Linked DNA regions of Mus musculus: region 1 is linked to region 2. The links are chromatin contacts, called in public HiChIP or PLAC-seq maps. All regions are on one chromosome and are shown on one strand. Each heading gives the region's core, a stretch centred on a gene start, on an enhancer-like site or on the middle of the called end of the contact. The rest is flanking DNA. Distances are from core to core; before and after follow the strand shown. Region 1 holds the start of Lztr1 (leucine-zipper-like transcriptional regulator, 1). Region 2 overlaps Pi4ka (phosphatidylinositol 4-kinase alpha).

Region 1 (5,794 bases), core at 1,252-3,751, 210 kb before region 2:
CTGTAACCGTCAAGAGTCTAACTTAACTGACCAGGCCTCACCCCCACTGCCAGGTTTCCTGGCTCCTACCTTCCCAAGACCCAAAGTTGCTACTGCCCAGAAGGAACTCTTCTTTCCACTCTGTTAATGGAGGGCCCCCTGGTTTATCATAAGTCACAGCCAAATAAATGTGTAACTGGCCTTCTCTTAACTTTTCTTTTGAAACTGCATACTGAAACCACTTCTGTTTATTACCACATAGTTATCTACCTGCTCCAGTAGATGCTGAGGACAGCAGTCCTAATGTCCTACCCACTCTATGCTAGCTGCCAGCCTTTTTTGGTGTAGAAATTCTTACTAAGGCTCGTTCTTTTCTTTTGCTTAGTAAATGATTACATCTGGACACTGCTGTAGGAAACAGTAAGGAAATGGATCTCGGCCAACACCAGGGGCAAGTGGCACTTAAAAGAGATAAGAGGGCACAAGGCCTCACCCAAAAGAACATTAGAAGAGGACAGAAGTGTGGAAGGGAAGGAACAACATTGCAAATGGCTAGGCAACAAGGATGGGGACAAGGTCATCAAACAGACAGGACAGCACTAACAAGCAGGCCATACCCTCCTATTAGGACAAAGAAGACAGAGGCATTCAGGACTGTGAACCAATTAACGCGCACTCTGATGTGCAGTTGTACATGAATCCCCAACTGCTCTTGGAGAAAGAGGCTGTGGAAATGAGCTAAAATCCCAGACAGTCATGGCCAAGTTTGTATGTCTTAATAGACCTGAAAAATCTCACTTGCTCTAGGTCAGCTACCTCATGTAGTCTACAGGACCAAGGCTATAGTGCCTGTTCTGGGCTTTAGGCCAGGTTCTAGGCCTGAGAGGAGGGAGTCATATGTAAACACATAACCTCAGCTTACTTGGTGGAAGTCTATGTGCATGGAGATGTGCTTACTAGGTCATTTCCAGGAATATTATTTTCCAGGAGGTTAAAGCAACACAGGGAAATCTCCACCAAATGTGTGTACAGCATCAATAAAACTGTTTTAGAGGTAGTGAGATGACTCAACAAGACTTGCCACCATGTCTTGCAACCTGACTTCAAGCCCTGGTACCCATACAAGGAGAAAGATGATTCCTGCTAGCTGTTGTCTGATCTCCACATTTGCGCCCCTCCCCCCATAAGAGATGTTACAAAACAAAAATTTGGGCAAAGCCTAGAGAGAAGTGTAGGGAAAGAAGAAAAGTGCCAGTAGGGCTAGCATGTTTCTTCCAAAGCTGTCTCCTCTTTCAACACAAGGATATCTCCATGAACCTAGCACAGGCTGCCGTTTGAATGCTGGATAAAAGGGCTTTAGGGGTAGGGTCTTCCTCACCGTAACATGGGAATCAAGGGCAAAGCACCACACAGATGGCGAAACAGAGGCTCACAAGGCATAGCTAATGACTCCCATCCTCTGTCTCTCTCTGTCATCATCCCCTGCCACCACTTCCATCAAAACAGGCAAACTCACCCGTTGTCTCCACCAAACACATAGATGGCATCCTTATATGCCACGACTGTGTGCTTGCTGCGCCTAGAAAGAAAGAAGGGGTGAAGGGTGGTGAGACCGGAACTCTCCCAGCTGGCACCCAAGAAATGGGACTACACACATGGTTGCTACCACATAAGTTTGGACAAAGCCTCTCAACTGCTAAGATCTATAGAGATCCTTCAGTTCTTCAGACAGCAAGGACATACATCGGGGACGCTTCAGACTTCCCACTCATACCTCACAGCTCAGGGACCCAAACAGGATCCTCAGAAACACAAGTCTGGTACCCTGCCTAGAATCACTACGGTGCTGTTCCCTGGGAACTCAGCTTTGGGAACGACCAATCTATACTCCAAGACATCACACGGGATTTCGTCCCTACAGCCCGTCCTAAGACCAGCTCTCGTCCCTACTACCAGTGCCTTCAGGATCCCTGTACACTGTCGTACCGGGCGCCCACGAATTCGTCACAGGGCGGGAGGCGCCGCCAGCGATGCACTGTTTCGAAGGGTCCAAAGTTGAGCGTCAGGTACTCGACACTGTCTGAGCAGCTGTGGTCAAAGTCCACGCTCGGAGCCACCTTGGAGCGTACCCCTCCTGTCAAGGCCCCGGACCCAATGGGGCCTCCGGAGCCAGCCATCCCTTGTTCAGGCTGGATAGGCCGCCAGGTTGCAGGACTCACGGCCACCGCCCGGGCAGAGCCAAAGGACTACACTTCCCAGAGAGCCCTGCGCCGCTGGTGTAGCACTTCCGGCCGGTTTGTCGGGCCTCCCGACAAACCTCGCGCTTCCCGCGACGCGGCTCGCTATCGAGGAACCTGGCAGCCCGGCTCCTCGCATTATCGTATATCGAGCACATCACATTCTGGAAAGTATTTCTGGCCAAGTCTCGATTTGGGTTTCCTCTTTCAGGATACGCACTCAGACCATAGTAAACCACTGACATTCTCAAGGCAGCGGCGAGCTACACGCTCCCGGCATGCCTTGTAGTCGGGCTTTGCTGTCTCCCGGAAGATCCCCCCGCCCTCCTCCAGGATGAGGTTTCGGACTTGCAAGCGAGCTGCTCAATTGTCCACCTTCTGTTTGTGCTCCCCAAACCTGATCTTCACTGCTCCCCCTCTGCTCTCTCTTGGCATTCTTGTCTGGGACTCTCGATGGCGGGGCACCTCTGGGTTCTCAGTTGAGAGCAGTATCTTCATTTATTTCTCTCCTCTCTCTTCCTCCCCCTCCTTCTCTCTCTTTTTTTAAAAGATTTATTTATTATTATATCTAAGTACACTGTAGCTGTCTTCAGATGCACCAGAAGAGGGCGTCAGATCTCATTACGGATGGTTGTGAGCCACCATGTGGTTACTGGGATTTGAACTCATGACCTTCAGAAGAGCAGCTGGTGCTCTTAACCACTGAGCCATGTCTCCAGCCCCTTTCTCTGTTTTGCTGTGGGTTTTGAACCTAGGATTTGATCAGCATGCACTCTGCCACTAGGCTACACCACAATTTGTGTGTGTGTGTGTGTGTTTTATTTGTAGTCTGCTGCCAGCTGAATCACCCGTGAAATGATTCAGGAAGTTCAGGCAAAAGGGACACATGTAGTGAAATGGATATAATGTCAGTTGGTCTAGTTTCATATTTTTTTGGTAAGAGCTTATAAATGTAAAATAGTAAAAGTCAAGAGCAGCTTCACAATGGCTATCCTAACTGTACAAAAACAAAACCTAGAGATATACAGAATGCAACTGGATAGGTTTTTGAGTGACTACTGCAATCTAGCAGAGTGTATTTGTGAGTTAATAACAATGAGGTGATTTTCATTTTGTTTTATTTCAGACAGGGTTTCTCTGTGTAGCTCTGGCTGTCCTGGAACTCACTCTGTAGATTAGGTTGGTCTTGAATTCAGAGATCTGCCTGCCTCTGCCTCCCGGGCACTGGGATTAAAGGTGTGCGCCACCACCTCCTGGTCTGAGCTCAGGTTTCTGTGGCAGCATGGAGTCTGCAGGACCCAGCTCCCACCTCTCTTAAGTGGACAAATACAAAAGCTGTCTCTGGCTTGTGAAGCTTTTTTAAAAAAAAAAAACAAAAGACTGAGACTTCTAACCCTCCTGCCTCTGTCCTGAGTGCCACTATTACAGATGTGTCACATCATGCCTGGCTCTAAGTGTCGGCCCAATTACACTAGGACACAGTTCTGCTGAGACATGCGTTTTAATTTTAAGGTAATGTTGAAGGGGCTTGCTGGGAAAATCGTCCTAGTAGAGGAAACCAAGGCAGAGCCTGTCCTGCCTCTACACCCAGCTGTCAGTGACAGCTGAGGCATTAGGAATGGACCATCTTCTGGAGGCTGTGGTAGCCTGGCTGGAGGCGAGGCAGACAGGTCAAGGCAAGCCTTGGAGGACTCAGATTCCACAGTGAGGGATCCTGGGAAATTGGAGTTGGCACTTGCCCCAGGACTTGGTCTCTGACCTTGGTACCCCAGAGGCCTGCCCAAGTCCACCACAGGAGAGCTCAGGATCCTTTTCCTGTGAGCCAAGACATGTCACCGGTTCTGCAGGAATGAGAGGAGGATGGGTCAGGGCAGAAGAGGACAGGTTCCCCACTCTAGGCACCATGAGCCAATGATTCTTGAATACAGCAGCAGAGACTGATCTGTGTCAAAGCCCCGTAGGTAATGGACTTGGGCAAGGTGGGAGGGTTCAGTCATTGGGCTGGGGAAGAAAGGCTGAGAACAGTCAACAAGAAACAATGCACGTACTTGCTGTGTAGCATAAACAACCTTTTCGAAGGCAAGAGGGAAAAACAGAAGGCCAAAGAAAGTATATCATTTATCAGATCCACTCTGAGTCTTCCACTCTAGGATTTACCCCGACACATAGCCATCAGTCACCTCTGGCCTGTCTCTGGTCCTGGGAAGTTCTCTGTACACAGGTTAAGCTACTGGGGACTCACTGGCACTGTGCTGGGATGATGGTAATGGCTCATGTCCACTGCTTCCCAGATGTCATGTAACCACCCCACTTCTCTGTGGATGGCATATCTGGGGGCATCACCTACTATGTTTCTCCACCTAAGTTCTGCCAAGCTTAGCACAAATCACATTGCCTCCACCCCCCACTCCCCAACATTGGCTCCTCTCTGGGCCACACACCCGGTTCTTTGTAATCATATCCTGTCAACTTCTAAACCAAATTCACCCTCATCTCACCCAGGAACCATGGGAACTGAAAGTGAGGAGAAGAGCTCTATAGGACTGAGCGGGCAACAGGCTGCCATGGTAGCTTTAATAGATCCTATCCAGGATACCCACACACACCCTACAGTCTCCCACACCCGCACTCACTCCACCTCCCGCTTCCGGATGGCTCGACCTGAGGCTAGCACCTCAGCCACCTTGGATACGATGGGATCGTAGTTCATGCTGGCCACAGCAATCACTTCGTCACTTCTATGGAGAGAAGGAGCCCCAGCCTGAGACCACTAGCAGCAGTGGTCCTTCTTGAGATCCTAACACCTTCTGGTCCACCTGGGATGCCGGGAAGGCTCTTGTCCAGGGAAACAAGATGTCTTGAGCACCCAGCCCTCCATTTGGTCCCAGCACTGTCAGCTGCCCAAAGAAACCCTTGGCACAGCGCAGGGATGGGCCCAGCCTTAGCATCAGCTTGTCTACACCAGTTTGTCTTTCCTTGTTGTAGACACCTACCTGCCTCAGTGTCAACACTTACCTCAAAGAAATATCCAGAAGACACAGTATTGTTTGATGCACGGGAGGACTGTTGTTGCTTCCTCCTCATCTCCTGCCCAGCACCCCCACGCGGCCATTCACTTGTCTTTTAGCCCCTGCTGCTTTGCTAACACTATCGATTCCCAACAGCACTCCCACTGCTCCATGCTCCCATCGCACCCCATTGCTCTCACTTGGTATAAAAAGCCACAAACTTCAGCTCCTCCAGATCCCCCTGAATGATGACATCATCGAAGCCTTCTCCGTAGCCTGTGGGAGGGCGCCCATGTGAACTGGGGAAGGGGGACAGTCTTCATAGGCTCCCTAGCTCCTGTCTAAACAACAGACCTCCCTCCCCACCTTTCCTCTCTCTCTCCTTCTTGTTTTTCTGAGACAGGGTTTCTCTGTGTAGCCCTGGCTGTCCTAAAACTCACTCTGTAGATCAGGCCAGCCTTGAACTCAAGAGATCCATTTGGCTCTGCTCTCAAGTGCTGGGACTAAACTCCTGTGCCACCATACCTGGATCCTACTCCGACTTTTTTTTAATGACATTTATTTATTTAT
Region 2 (4,987 bases), core at 1,695-4,194:
TTCCTGGCACTGCCATCTCCTGCCACCAAGCACCATGTGCTTAGCTAGTGAGCATCCCAGCTGGTAGGGTCAAACTCAGTGGCCTAACTTTATGATCAAGCTAGCTTTTCAAAAAGTTAAATCAAGAAGATCAAAAATTCAATCCCACCTGAACAATTTACTAAGACTATCTCAAAAAGGTGGAAAGAATGGAGAGATGGTTTAGCAGCTAAGAGTATTTGCTGTTCTTATCTGGGTTTAGTTCACAGTACTAACATGCATATGGTACCCATACACACTTATAGGCAAAGCACTCATACACATAAAATACATTTTTTTTGTTTGGTTTAAAAAAAATCCACTCTAAGTATATAGCTCAGTGGAAGAAACACCTGTTAGCATATGAGGTCCTGGGTTCAGTTCCCAGCACCACAGAAAAGCCTAGGCTGTAGAGATCCAGTTGCCCCCTGTTTTGGACACCACATTATTGACAATGCTGTACCTGTCTTATCTCTGTGTAGACCAGGCTGCTATTGACATCTTACACTTCCTACAAATGGCCCAGAACATGCCCTGTTAGCTTTATCTTTTTACCTTTAAATAGACCCAAAATTTGGTCACATCCCAGCATTCCAGCTACATTTGTGGCCCTAGCCTCCTTTGTCTTTCCCCTGACCTTAGGGCAGCCCCACTGAGTCAGTTACTTTCTCCTGTTATGATAAAACACCATGGTTAGACTTGTGCAATAAGTCTTTATTTTAGCTGATGATTCCAGAGGGCAGAGGCATGGCAGCAGGTGCCAGAGTGGGTAGCTGAGAACACTAGAATGGAGCAAGGCTGTACACTCTCAACACCCATGATGGTTTTATAACATCCCTAAACAATGCTACCAACTGGAGACCTGTTCAAATACGAGCCTCAAAACTCTCCTGCCCTAGTTACATGCCTCCTACTCCTTCTCAGACAGCCACTAACCTGGGACAAAGTATTCAAATGCCCAAAACTTACAGGAATATGTCATTCCCTGCTTCCATACTGTCCTGTATACATGCAATAGGAGCATGCAGTAAAAACTATACTGGATTGAATCTCTCTGATTCCCAGGCCTCTTGCTGCTCTTCCCACCTCACTTAGACTGACTGACTTGTTCTGGCCCTGAAGCTCACCTGCACCTACCTCTGTCTCTTCTGTCTTCTCATTTGCCCTGCTGTAGCTCTACTAGATCCTGTTGCTCCTGCTCTCCCAGGCTGTTTCTGCCTAGCTGCATCCCATTTCCTTTACTTAGATGAATGTCACTGCTGACCATCTCTAGGACTTGTGTCCAATGTTCTCTTCCATCCCACCAGCATTCTCTGGCCACCCTATCTAAAACACCTTCCCTCTTTGCACCATACTGCTGCTTTCTCAGATTTAGTATGCTGCCTGTTGCTTATATCTTGGACCATCCACATTTGTTTGTTCCCAGAGTCTGGGAGACCCTATCATAGAAGTGGATCTTACACAAATGAGTGGGAGCGTAGCCTTTGCTTGGTTACTTTATCCCATCAGTTCTGGGGTTTCCTATACTTCCAACCAATTTGGTACCCCAACTTCTACCATAAAAAATACATCTAACAGTAGGCAGAAGCCAGACTCCGAAAGAAGCCACAGCAGGGTATATAGCTCCTTGATATTCTTCATTTCCCACCTATAACGATGCTACCTTAGCATGAAAGGCCTTTGTCTTCACCCTCATGGCCTCCCAATGGCATCTGTGCCTTCAGGAATCACGAGGAATAGCAGAAGAGAGGTGTCATTTTATAAAGCCTGCCTGGGCTTCTCCTGAGCCTTGCCTAGTTGACTCCCATCTTGCTCTTTAGTGCTCATGATCCCCAGCATCTTGAGCCAAGTCTTGCAAGAGGGTAGGTAATGGTGCTAGAAAGGGAACCAAAGCCTGCATAACCCATGCATCGCTGGTGCTTCTGTAGGGTAAAATAGTAACCATTCCTCTGTTTAGCCCCTACTTCTTCCAGAACACACTACTGTGCTTTATCTGGGCAACCCTCCAAGCTCAAAGCAGAAAGGGCCCTGGATCAGTATGACTAGGTCAAGGGAATGACTCTGATCTTGACACTTACAGCCTGCCCTCCCTTGAACTTCCTGGGCTACTCTCAAATCTGATAAGCTAATGAAGACCTACCTTTGTGGCTTGGAAATCCTGCATGTGGTACTTGCTGCTCTTAACACAGGAAGTTTTCAGAATTCTTTCCAAGCTTCACCAGGATAGAGCCTGTGGAAGGCTTGCACTGCATTAGGGACATGCTAACCAAGATGTGCTGCACCTTGTTCCCTGCCCTGCTGGGCCCATGAGTTGTGTTGACAGTCAGTTGGGGGTGGGGAGCTGGAGGAAGCATACAAAGACTTGAGTAGCTCCCCTGAGACGTGGGTTCCGGGCCGCTGCTCCTTACTTTGCTTGCCTTCTATTTTCATCCAGTACAGTTTTACTTTGTGTTTGTTTTAAGAAAGCATCTCATTCTGTATGTAGCCCCTGCTGAACTTGAACTCATTCCCGTCCTCCTGCCTCAGCCTGCTGAATACTGGGGTCACAGGCATAAGTTACATGTTGAGCTTTATTCAGGAATTCAAAAACAAAGCAGCCACCCACCCTCTACTCTCTGGAGGCACTGACCTTTCTTTCCAATTTGCAGTTTATGCGGGAGATGGCAGGAGCCTGGCACATGACAGTAGAGCAGAAGTTCGGCCTCTTTTCTGTGGAAACAAAGGAAGCAGACCCCCTGGCAGCATCAGAAGCAAGTCAGCCAAGACCTTGTCCCCCCGAAGTGACACCTCACTACATCTGGATCGATGTATGTGCCTACCCTCAAGCTCTGCTGAGCTTTGTAGGGACAGCCTTGGGGACACTTGGGTCAGCCCAGCGCACCAGCTGGTCTAGGGGCCCTGACCTGAGAGAATGGGTGACAACTTACACAGCTTGTTTACTTTCCACAGTTCCTGGTCCAGCGGTTTGAGATTGCCAAGTACTGTAGCTCTGACCAGGTGGAGATCTTCTCAAGCCTGCTGCAGCGCTCCATGTCCCTCAATATTGGTGGAGCCAGGGGGAGCATGAACAGGCATGTGGCAGCCATTGGACCACGTTTCAAGTGAGGACCCTATTTCTCTGGGGCACCTGAGTGTGCTGTTACTGGCATGTAGGGCACATGTGTAGTGTGTAGATCATGGTAGGGGTGGGTGGGTATGTCCTGCGATGCTGCTCTGCAGTGTAGAGTAAATCCTATGGCAGTGCCCTGGGACGATCAAGAAGACTTGTAGAGGGCATGAGACCATGATCCGCTGGCTGGCTAAGAGGCTCCCCAACCCCTGTCCCCTAGTACAGTCCTGCTTGCTAGAACATGGCCTCTGCTGTTGTCTGTGAGGGGCTGGCTGACCAGCACCAATGCATGGTAGAAGCTCTTGCTTCTACCAGGTATTGTCTTTCTCTCCCCTGAACTCCAGACCATGGCCTCATAGCCCATTAGAACTACACTTCTCCAACCACCTACAGAGAGGGGCCAGTCCTCTTGTTAGTACCTAGTCTGTCACTGACTGATACTTTTCTAAAGGCAGTGGGAACAAGTTATAGAAAATGATTCCTGTTGCTGCTTTTCAGTAGCATGTAGCCATCACAGAAATGCCTCTGCCTGCACTACCACAAAGGCTCAGCCCTCACTCAGGCTTAGCTGGCTAATCCCAGATGCACTCAGAAACATCAGTTTGCCCTCCTCCTTTCTCTGCTGTCTCTGTTCCCTTGCAATGGTGGATCAGACCTCTTTTTTTCCTCATATCTAAGCTCCCTTGTGATCTACTCCCCACCACAGGCCATCGCCTAGGACTCAGTAGCATAGAAGCTAGCATCTATACTTCTGCTGGTATAGACAGCCTCTGTAAAGTGGCTGTGCTATATTCTATTCATCTTGCACCATGCCTTAGGCCTAGCCTGACTGTCTACAATGACCCTGCACCTGTACTTGAGCCTCTAGAGCTACTTGCCCCTGGATCTGGGTCACCCTGTTTGCTACGTGTAGACATGCTTGTTCCACAGGGTCCATGTCACTGTCAGGCTGTAGCTGGGATCTGGCCCTTGAGAAAAACCCCATTGCCACTCGATTGTGTGGGATAGCCTAGCTTTTCCCTGTGCAGAGCACTGTGTCTTACCCACCAACTTGGTTCCTGACCTCCATCACTGTCTTACCCCAGCAGTGTAGGCAGGAGCAGAACAGTACCTTCCTACTTATGTCTCGTACCCTGCTCGGGGCTTTGTTTAGCAGAAACCGTACACATAACCCTCTCCACCACCCCTTAGGATTAAAATCATAGCAGTGTCCCATGGGGACAGAACTGCAGACTGTTTGTGAGCCTAGGAGTCTTGGCCCAGTCAGAACATCATAGAGTTCATTTGATTTCCTCTCAACAAGAATGAAGCATGGTTTGCTTTATTTTGTTTAAAAATGTTTTTTCATACCCATTTTTTTGCAGAGGTAGGGATGGAACTCGGGGCATCAGGCATGCTAGGCAAGCACTCTACAAACCACATCCCCAAGCACGAATGCAGAGTGGGTTTGCCCAACACGTGACCATCTGCACGTCCATGGAAGAGCTGAGCTAATGAGCTAGCTCCATCTTAGAACAGGGAAAACTTGTATTTTAGTTACCTAAATTTTAACTTTAGAGCTTTCTTGTACAACACCTTTACCCATGCATAGATTTTTTTTTTATTTAAACACACTATAATCTTGACACCTAAAAGACATAGGCAAGGGGATCAGAAATTCAGGATTACCCCAACACTCCAAAAGAGAACTGAAGGCCAGCTTGGAATACATGAGACTTTGTCTGAGAGAGGAGAGACGGTGGGGAGAGAACAGCTGAATGGTGATATGCTGGTAATGTTTATAGGGTTTATATTCAGGGATTCTGGGGTTTGCTTAGGAGAACATATATACCCCTGAAGGCTCAGCCTTTGCCCAGGGCT

Evidence for each region. HiChIP or PLAC-seq counts read pairs in DNA pulled down with a chosen protein or histone mark.
Region 1: a contact with region 2 is called in an H3K4me3 HiChIP or PLAC-seq map of the 230-238 cell line, with 14 read pairs. The contact joins the promoter of Lztr1 here to the enhancer-like site in region 2. A contact is called at or near these places in 3 of 39 promoter capture datasets (the 3T3-L1 cell line, hippocampal neurons and liver), 2 of 484 Hi-C or Micro-C datasets (germline stem cells and nephron progenitors), 3 of 115 datasets of contacts at active chromatin or transcription factors (the 230-238 cell line and embryonic stem cells) and 3 of 9 other capture datasets (adipose tissue, embryonic stem cells and liver).

The regions. Positions count from the first base shown.
Region 1 is chr16:17,505,390-17,511,183 of GRCm38.p6, reverse strand. Lztr1 (leucine-zipper-like transcriptional regulator, 1) reads right to left here and starts at 2,501. Exons shown (of 21, transcript NM_025808.4): 1 at 1,966-2,501; 2 at 1,496-1,558. The coding sequence starts at 2,156. It overlaps Aifm3 (apoptosis-inducing factor, mitochondrion-associated 3), which reads right to left. Exons shown (of 20, transcript NM_001291070.1): 17 at 5,425-5,500; 18 at 4,850-4,954; 19 at 4,265-4,285; 20 at 3,702-4,057. The coding sequence ends at 4,018.
Region 2 is chr16:17,301,123-17,306,109 of GRCm38.p6, reverse strand. Pi4ka (phosphatidylinositol 4-kinase alpha) reads left to right here. Exons shown (of 55, transcript NM_001373955.1): 33 at 2,667-2,825; 34 at 2,968-3,119. Among named protein-coding and RNA genes, the nearest start is that of Tmem191c, 27 kb to the right of the region's middle. Within about 2 kb of position 2,944, at least 14 of the 459 cell types and tissues checked have an H3K27ac peak or open chromatin away from gene starts, as enhancers often do. A contact at or near this core is called in the 230-238 cell line, where this site is marked.